Regions from separate parts of the Rattus norvegicus genome. Here region 2 is linked to region 1. Evidence: chromatin contacts called from public Hi-C data. All regions are on one chromosome and are shown on one strand. Each heading gives the region's core, a stretch centred on a gene start, on an enhancer-like site or on the middle of the called end of the contact. The rest is flanking DNA. Distances are from core to core; before and after follow the strand shown.

What was found. Hi-C and Micro-C count contacts between places; a contact is called where the count stands out from the background.
Region 2: a Hi-C map of the A7r5 cell line shows a contact between it and region 1, with 4 times the contacts expected there. The contact joins two enhancer-like sites. A contact is called at or near these places in 3 of 12 Hi-C or Micro-C datasets (the A7r5 cell line, Schwann cells and mammary epithelial cells).

What each region holds. Positions count from the first base shown.
Region 1 is chr6:29,975,444-29,979,697 of GRCr8, reverse strand. It overlaps the pseudogene Pym1-ps2. Among named protein-coding and RNA genes, the nearest start is that of Plb1, 47 kb to the right of the region's middle. Within about 2 kb of position 2,522, at least 8 of the 93 cell types and tissues checked have an H3K27ac peak or open chromatin away from gene starts, as enhancers often do. A contact at or near this core is called in the A7r5 cell line, where this site is marked.
Region 2 is chr6:30,134,400-30,138,678 of GRCr8, reverse strand. All of the region lies in intron 10 of Babam2 (BRISC and BRCA1 A complex member 2), which reads left to right. Among named protein-coding and RNA genes, the nearest start is that of Fosl2, 97 kb to the right of the region's middle. Within about 2 kb of position 1,353, at least 29 of the 93 cell types and tissues checked have an H3K27ac peak or open chromatin away from gene starts, as enhancers often do. A contact at or near this core is called in the A7r5 cell line, where this site is marked.

The DNA.
Region 1 (4,254 bases), core at 1,273-3,772:
CAGTATGTACTCTTCCTCTTCCTCCTCCTGCTCACCTCTCCTTCCGTCCTCCTCCCTCTCCCCCTCCACCTATATTTATACCCTAGGCCTCCCCCGTTCCCTACCTTCCCTCCCGCTGGAGTCTTTCTTGGCCACTACCTCCTGTTGCCTCTGTCTGCCACACACTAGAATGCCTGTCTCAGGTCCTTCCGAATCCTGTACACACCCACACATAGCAGTGGCCTCATCTTTCCCCTTTGGGCCGTGAGCTTCCTCCTGGCCCTGGCAGTGATCTGTCTTCTGAAGCCTGGTCCTGGGCCTGAAGCATAATAACAACTCAATAAACGAGTGTTGAAACAATTAATGGCTTACTAAATAAATGACTGCTGCAGACACAAAGCCCATTCCTATAAATGAGTCACCACGGGCCCCAGCCACTGGACCCCGCCCCCACCCACTGACCCCAGCAAAACCCTCCTGTGATGATGTCATCATGACCCTTGGTTCCCAGAATCCTCCAGCCTCCTTCCTTCTCCGTCGTGCCTATCTACTTGTCATCCCCTCCCCCTCCTTCCCTTTCTCCTTCCTCCAGGGCACCATGTCTAAATAAGGCAAACCTCCTCCAGTGCTGGGGAGCTCTGGGGTTTTCATGCAGTCACCCAGGATATTGTGGGATGGGGTCAGGACATGCTCTGCTGAGAAGCAGGACAAAGTTCCCCAGTGACATTGGTGGATGGACAAGGAGACTTTGCTGCCCAGCAGTGGGTGCCCTCAAGTTAGCTGAGCAGGACTCAGAGAGGACCTAGCTCAGAAGGACCAAGGAAGCGTCCAGACAAGGCAGGGGCTTGGGAGAGTCCACTGTGGGATGCTGGTAAGGGATTTGGCCCTGAGATGCCTGCACCTCGCAAGCATCCCTGGTTCTAGGATCGGCATGTGACTGTCTCTAGACCTTGGATCAGGGCACTGTCCTCCTGTAAAACAATTCAGATGCCCAGGAGGATCCTGGCTAGTTCAGAGCACACTATAACCTCGTCCATCATTTTCTCCCTTCCCCCATTCTTCCCCCTCAATGTCATGAGGTGTTTCTGGCCTTAGTGTGGAGCAAAGAGGTAGCTCCTCTCAGAGTGTGGCCCTGGACCACAACCATGTTCCTGCACTTTCCAAGAGGACAGAAACCATGACCAAAGGGGGAAAAAGATGTCTATAAGAAAGTAATTCTTTTAACGTGTGTGTGTGTGTGTGTGTGTGTGTGTGTGTGTGTATGTGTGTGTTGCAGAAAATGGATTAGCACCACTTCTAGTTGGACATGGCCCATGCCTGTAATAATCCCAGTGCTGGTTGACCAGATGGCTCAGCCTAAAATGGCAGTTACCATGAAGCTTGACCACCTGAATCTGACCAAGAGACCCACAGGGTAGGAGGAGAGAACCAGCTCCTACAAGTTGTCCCCTTCTGACCTGCACCCGTAGCTGCACCCCTATAACAAAGTAGAGAACGCACGCCTGTTTGTCCAGCATACACAGAGACAAATAAATACATGTAATTAAAAAAAAATCCCCAGTGCTTGGGAACCCAAGGCAGGAGGATTGCCATGAGCTACATAGTGATTCTTTTTATGTAGCTTCTACAGCTGGAAAAATACTAAAATACTACGATTCTGAATAAACCAAGACAGGTCCATCTATCCTAAGATGTCTCTTGGCAGGTTCTTGTGGGGACTTCCAGCAGTATGGCCAACCCCACCTTCCCGATTCATTTCCTGGTCTGTGTCCTCGAGGAGCAGTGAGATCTGGCAGTTGGGACACCATCTCCCTCCTCATCCCCCATGCCTGTCACCAACCCTGGCACATAGTTGATGCCTTGTAGGTAGCACTATGGAGTTGATCCTCAAACTGGGACACCACAAGAGGGAAGAGGGTGTTATTAATAGTTGTGCCATCTGGAACCATATTGGACAAACAGGTGTCTGTCTGTTCTCTACCTTATGCATAGGTGTCTGTCCATCTGAACGAGGCTCTGTCTGACACTGAGGTGACTTCTGTCATACAGCTGCCTGCTTCTTTGCCAAAAATATTCATCTCGGTGCCAGGAACGGAGCCACAGGCTTCTTGTTCTTTAGAGCACGAGCTCACGCCAGCCTAAGGAAGGAGACACTCTTGTTAAGAGAGTCAACTGCGCTTAGAGGGGTTAATAATGCGCCTGAGGTCACACAGAAATAACAGAAATACAGCTGCATCCAATTCCATCTAAGTCAGAGTGTTCTAAGCCTACTGTGGAGCCCAAGGTGGGTCTGACAGGAGGCTGGCCAGGCTGGATGGACTGGGACTAGTGTCTCCCTTCCCTCCTGGACTCTCATGCCTAGTTGGGTTCTCTCTTCAGGGCAGATGGAAGAGGTGGACCCAGTTGGGTTGCAGCAGGCCTGAACTGGAGCTCTGTCAGGAAGCTGGCTGGGCACTTCCTCAGCTGGTCTCCACCTACCCTCCCGCAGGACCTGGGCCCTGCCAGAGACAAGCCAGACAAACACAGCTCACTGGTGCCCTCTGGTGTCTGACTCTTTTGGCCCCGTTGCTCCTCTAGGGAACATCACACTGTGTTCTCTCTGAGCAGGGCCCATGAGAGGGTCACCCAATGTAGAATCAGATTAGGACACCGAGCATGTCAGTAATGACTCTGGGATGGCAGACACAAGATGGGACTATTCCAGGCTGGGTAAGTCATGTGGTCATTCTATCTAAGCTTAGAACCATCTCGCTGTAACCTCCAGAACCCTCTCAGGAAACAGCCTGGTGAAGACACCAAGATAACATGTAAGTGCTTAGCAGGAAAGAGTAAGGAGTCATTGGCTAATGTGGTCAATGATTGACTATTAGTCTCTCTTAGGAGCAGTCGGCAATCTGGTGTTGCTCTGGGAGCCCATTTCCAGGGGTTCAGACAGGATAAGGTGCACCCAGAGCTGTCAATGAAGCAGGAACGAGGGGTCTGGTCTTTACATGGGCTGGGAGGGTGCTTCTGGGGCTCAGTCATGTGGCGTGAACAGCAAACTCAGCATTCTGGCCTGTGAATGGTCCAGATATCCCTCCTCTGGCAATTTAGGACCTTGCCAGGGCAGGGAGTAGACAAGGGAAAGCTCACTGTCGCTGAGACAAGACCATTTTGGTGTCAGCCTTTGAAGTGGTCCTCCTGTCCACTAGCCGTGTCCTGATGCTAACTGAGGTGACCTTTTCCCTGCTGAGTGTCCAGCAGGTGTGGGCGAGCATCCTTCCATGCCTCTGTTGCACACTCCGCCCTCCATTTCCTCCTCGAAGCCTCCATCCCCATCAACCTCTGGCTTCTGGCAGGATCAGGGATCTCTGATGGGAATTGGTCCAGGATGACCAGCAGCTGTGATACCCCTAAAACCAAGTGAGGTCTGGTACAGGTACAGGGCCTTGAGGTCCACCCTGTGAAGCTGCCAATCACAGGGAAGGTGCTAGTGACCAGAGCCAGGGTAGAGGGACCACCTCAGACAGTGAGCAGAGTATGAAGGTGCCTCAGGAAGAGGAAACAGGAAATGGCAGGACAGAACTCAGAAGGCCCCCATATGGATCTCAGAAGGCAGAGGTGGGAGTTGGGGAATGATAGAAATAGATTACCATGGGCTTCCAGGGGTAGGGGAGGGCAGAGTCTGTGTGGCTTGAACATTGTGTGTATGTAGGTTTGATCCAGAGGCTTGTAAGTGACTTTAGCAAAGACAAGAGGGGGACAGACACCATTTAGAAAGAATTCTTGCAGCCTAGGGGAGATGGCTCAAGCCTGGTGCCTTGTCCAAGAGAGAGGAGAAAGCTTCGGGTTGGTTTTGTGTTCCTCAAACCTGTTTGCCCACGTCTTTGGCATCTGTGCCCCGTGAGGAACCTGCAAGGAGCTAGGCATGTCTGGGCCTGAGAGTGGCAGTCATATATGAGGCCATGCACTTCCTGCAGATGCTCCCCTGCTGGGGTCACCAGGGGCCCCTTTCGAGGACCTTCTTCCTGGTCTTTGCTCACCAGAGCAGCCCAGAACCTCACACCATAGCAGGTGGCTCTGTTTTCTTCCTGCCCACCTGCCCCTTCCTCAGTGCCTTGGCTCGACACGAGTCTTCCTGCCCACACTCACTCTCACACTCATCCTTGAGCTTTGCATAGCCAGCCTCACACAAGTGCCTGTAAGCATTGAGTCTGGAGAGAGAGCTTGGGGTTGAGCTCGGCCTCTGCCATTCACCTGCAATGTGGCCCTGGGCAGTTCGAACCCTTTGTGCCT
Region 2 (4,279 bases), core at 104-2,603, 160 kb before region 1:
GATCTAACTGACCTAGTTAGAATAAATCAAGGAGTCAGGAAGGATTGGGTGACTCAGCCTCTGCCTGACCGGAGCAGTCAATGGGCTTTGTAGCTATTTCCTGGGGAATTTTTCAGCTAAATCAATGATTTCATCATTCTATCCCTAAGCACCCTCAGCAGCAAGGAGTGACTGTTCATATGACTGTCTGGGTGAGGCCAAGAGAAGCTGGGACAGTGATGGCAAGTGTTAGGCTGGTGGCAGTAGGAATTCTGTTCCTTTCCAATCTCCCTGAGAAAGCCAGAGTGTAGATGAGTGGCGCTTTGATATTTGAGCAGCTTTGCCTCACTTATGAAGCCAGAAGCTCCATGGAGGCAGCTGCTTCCTGCCCCTGGTTGAATTTATTGTACAGACCTGGGGTGGGGCTGATAACAAGTTGGCAATGGGAGTCTCACCAGGCAAGCCAAAGGCCAGTGGTCAGACCTGAGGGTTGGAAAGTAGCTGAGTGGACGGTGGAGTGAGTGCCAAAGTTTAGGTGTGTGTCTCTGGGATCCAAAGGTAAACATTTAATGCATACAAACTTATTGGCACAGCTACATCTTTTATCAAAAAAGTCATAAATTTACAGTCCAGGACTTTTGAGAAAATAGTATTATCAAGAGACAACTTTCCATAGTCAATATGTTCTCCTTACTAAAAGAAAAGTCTTTAGCTAAAAATATTAAAATTCTAGTTCTCATATGTTGGTAGGAATAGCTTTGATTGATTGATTGATTGATTGGCAGGATTTCTAGCCCAGGCTGGCCTCAAACTCACTAGGTCGCCTAGGATGACCTTGAACTTCTGATCCCACCACTACACCCAAGTTTATGCAGTGCTGGACATGGAACCCTGGGTCTTGTAAATTCTCTACCAACTGAAAAACATCCCAACCCCAGGGACAGCTTTCAGTGAATTCCCTCCCCACCAGCCCTATTTACAATCCTGAACGCAACAGGCATTGGGAGCATGTCAGGTTTTCTGACATTCCCTGAAACCTTCTTCCCTTCTCCTTTCCCCAGTTTACCAAATCTGATCAGAAGCTTGGGGGAGAAGAAGAATTAAGAAAAATGGGAGCTAGTAGGACAGCAAGATTTGTACCTTTACAAGTAAATATTACAATTTAGCTGGGTAACTACTTGTGGAAGCTTGTTAGGTCAAAGTGACTCACTTGCGTAGATGAGGTTATTTTTAGAGCTGTAATTTGTACTGTTTAGAAAAGAATAAAGAGATGGTAAAAGGCTAGATAGCTCATTATAGTTTACAGAGCTCATGAACCCAGCATCCATGCAAGAGATGACTAAGCAAGGGGTCGGGTGGTACTTTCTCTCAGAATTTCACAGACATGAGTCATCCACTTCAGTCTGCAGACACAGCATCAGGTACCTGTGACTCAGCTCCCATTTAGACAGAGCAGTAGAATTCAATTCTGATTCGCTTTTGTAGTCAACTAGTGAGGAAATTACAGAGCAAAGCAAAATAGGCCTTTGTCCCAGGCAGCCATCCGACGTTTAAGCAAGGACTGATTGATCTTCATCTCTGGTCTTTCAAAGGATCTATTTATGATCCATGCTGGGTAATGTCTTTTCATTCTGCTGCTTCACTCTGCAGTGCATATCCTCACGCTGGCTCCTCTGACCCAAGTATCCAGTCTGCTTTAGTAGCAAGTTAGTCTCATTCCTTCTCCACTCACATGTCCAGCATGAAGACCCACGCCCTTTAGTCAGGTGTGCGTGCATGCGTGTGCGTGTGTGTGTGTGCGTGTGCGTGTGTATGTGTGTGTGTGTGTGTGTGTGTGAAAATCTGTAGCCTACAATATTAGCATCTTAGTTCTCATAAGCTGGAAGAAAAAACTTACAGAGGCTTCTCCACTCCATGTTTCACCTATGGTCAGAGTTATAAGAATAAAATAATACTTTCTTCAAGTATTTTCCTTTCTTTAAAAACAAAAACAAAACAAACAAAAACAAAACAAACAAACAAACAAACAAAAGCCAAAACAGGTTCTTCTGTGCCCCGGGCTGGATTTAAACTTTCTGTAGAGCCAAACTTGAAATCCTGACCCATTTGTCTGTCCCTCTAAATTCTGGTATGATCAGCTCATGCCACGATCCCCAACTTTAAAGTGTTTTCTCATGCTTAAAAAATATAAACAACCACTCATGCATATGAGATTTCTCTGTAGTGAGCAGCCTGGTCAGTGCAAGTGCACACTCACCCAACGGGGCTTCCGCTGTCTTCTCGGATGCTGAGCTCTGCTGGCCCAACTGTCGTCAAGGTATAGCCTCACACACTTAGCTCCTGTTGTCACTGGCACATAAATCACACAATTACACAGTTTATTTAAAGTTAAGTCCTTAAAGTATAACCTGTCTTTTTATATGTACAGAAAGTGGTCCCTTTCAGTTCACAGACCTATCATTGGATTGTTTATAGCCATTCAATGAATTTTACTGTGTTTATCAAAGAAACATCAACAATGATTGCAAAAGCAAGTGCTTCAGAAAGATACAGAATGAAAAACATAAGTATTTCTCCCCTTTGCCTGCCCATCCCAAGCCACTTCCAGCCATCTTTGATACTTGACAGTTGCCTCTTTTACCATCTGTTGTCTTCACTCCAAACCTGCTGTGTCAGTGAGTAGTACTGCTACCAGGGACAGCAGGACACGCACAGGCTAAAGTCCTGTTGTCATGGAAAGCCCTATGTACATTAAGTCAGCTCAGCAAACATGGAAGTGTATACTGTGAACACAACTGCAGTGGGCCTGAGGCTGCAGAGGTGCACACGTTTGTCCTTGGGAAGGAGAATCAGGCATGCAAGTAACAGATGCACGTGTGGACTGCTGGAACACAGGAGTGCCACACCTCCTCTGGAGATCTTAGAGAAAGGCTCTGCCTGAGCTTGCCCTTAAGTGTAAATGAGTTTTGTAGGTGAAGGGGCAAGGATGTTCCAAAGAGAACAGCACAGCGTGCTCAGTGACTGGTGTAGTATATCCCGATGATGGAAATAACCCATAAAATTGAATTTTCTGGATATTCGAGTGAAGAATGTCATGGGCAGATGAGAGAGAAAAGAAATTTGATTCATTAGGAAGAACCATGTACGTCAGGTATTCAAAATATGTCATCTTACTGATCGAAAGGCCGAGAGGGATGTTAAACATGGATGTGGCATTGTCTCAGACTCCCAAGTATGATGGCAGAGGGGAGGACAATGCAAGTGGGAGAGGCTGGGGGTAGAAAAACCACTTTGGTAACTAGTTCAGGCAAGAGAATGTGAGGTTCTAAAACTGTGGGAGTCAGGAGAGGAAAGGACAAAGTCCAGAAATACATCAGAAGCAAATTGGAACTTGGTAAGCACTCAGATTTGGGGGAGAGGAGGAGGGAGGACTTGTAGAGTGCTGTGTAATTCTGAGCCTGGCTAGCCTAGGAGTCTGGAAACTGAAGAAGAGGATCAGAAGTCATTAAGATGAGCATGAGTTTAGATGTATTGAGTCTGGGGTGTTTGTGTGCTAAGCCAGTGCAGATGTTCAGTAAGTCGCACAAAGTAGATGTAACAAGATGTGTGACCACATTGGGATGGCAGTTTGAAGCCCCGGCACTAATGGTATGGCCAACAGCTGGAGAAGGGCAAGAGAAAATCGCTGGCAAACACTACGTGGCTGAAGGTAAGTGAGCCAGGAGAGGGGCATCCAGAGGGAGGGCATAGGAAGGGGAAGCACAAGGAGAAGCATCATTGCAGTGATGGTTGTGGGGTTTGTGGGTAGGGTAAGGACCACCAAACAGATAAACAAAAGTCAAGCAAGAGCAGGTTCTGGAATTTGTTGCCAGTCCTCTTTTGTGAGTTTAGAGAAGTAAAGGGAGAGGGAACAGATGGTAGCTGGTAGAGCTGATGCCAGGGAGGCCACGTGGAGAACAAGATGTGCTCCAACACGAGCATTGATCAGCATAAAGTGTAGCCCAGTGACTCATGGCTAGTGCCCCCACCAGCCCTGCCACCAGGAACCACTAAGGAATGTATGCTTTTTTCCTTTCTGACACACCCATGGAGAGGGCCACTTGAGAGGCATAGAATAGAGTTGCCCTTGGACCTGAGATCTCGTCAGACCAGCTAAGGCAGGTCATGAACCCCACCATCTACATCTTATCTTCTAAGTAAAGGGAACACATTAGAAGACACAGGAACTCTAGCTGGTTCGCAGGGGCAGCAGCCTGTGTTAGCAGTCCTCTAGCTGTGTTGTGATTGTTTGCCCCTGACT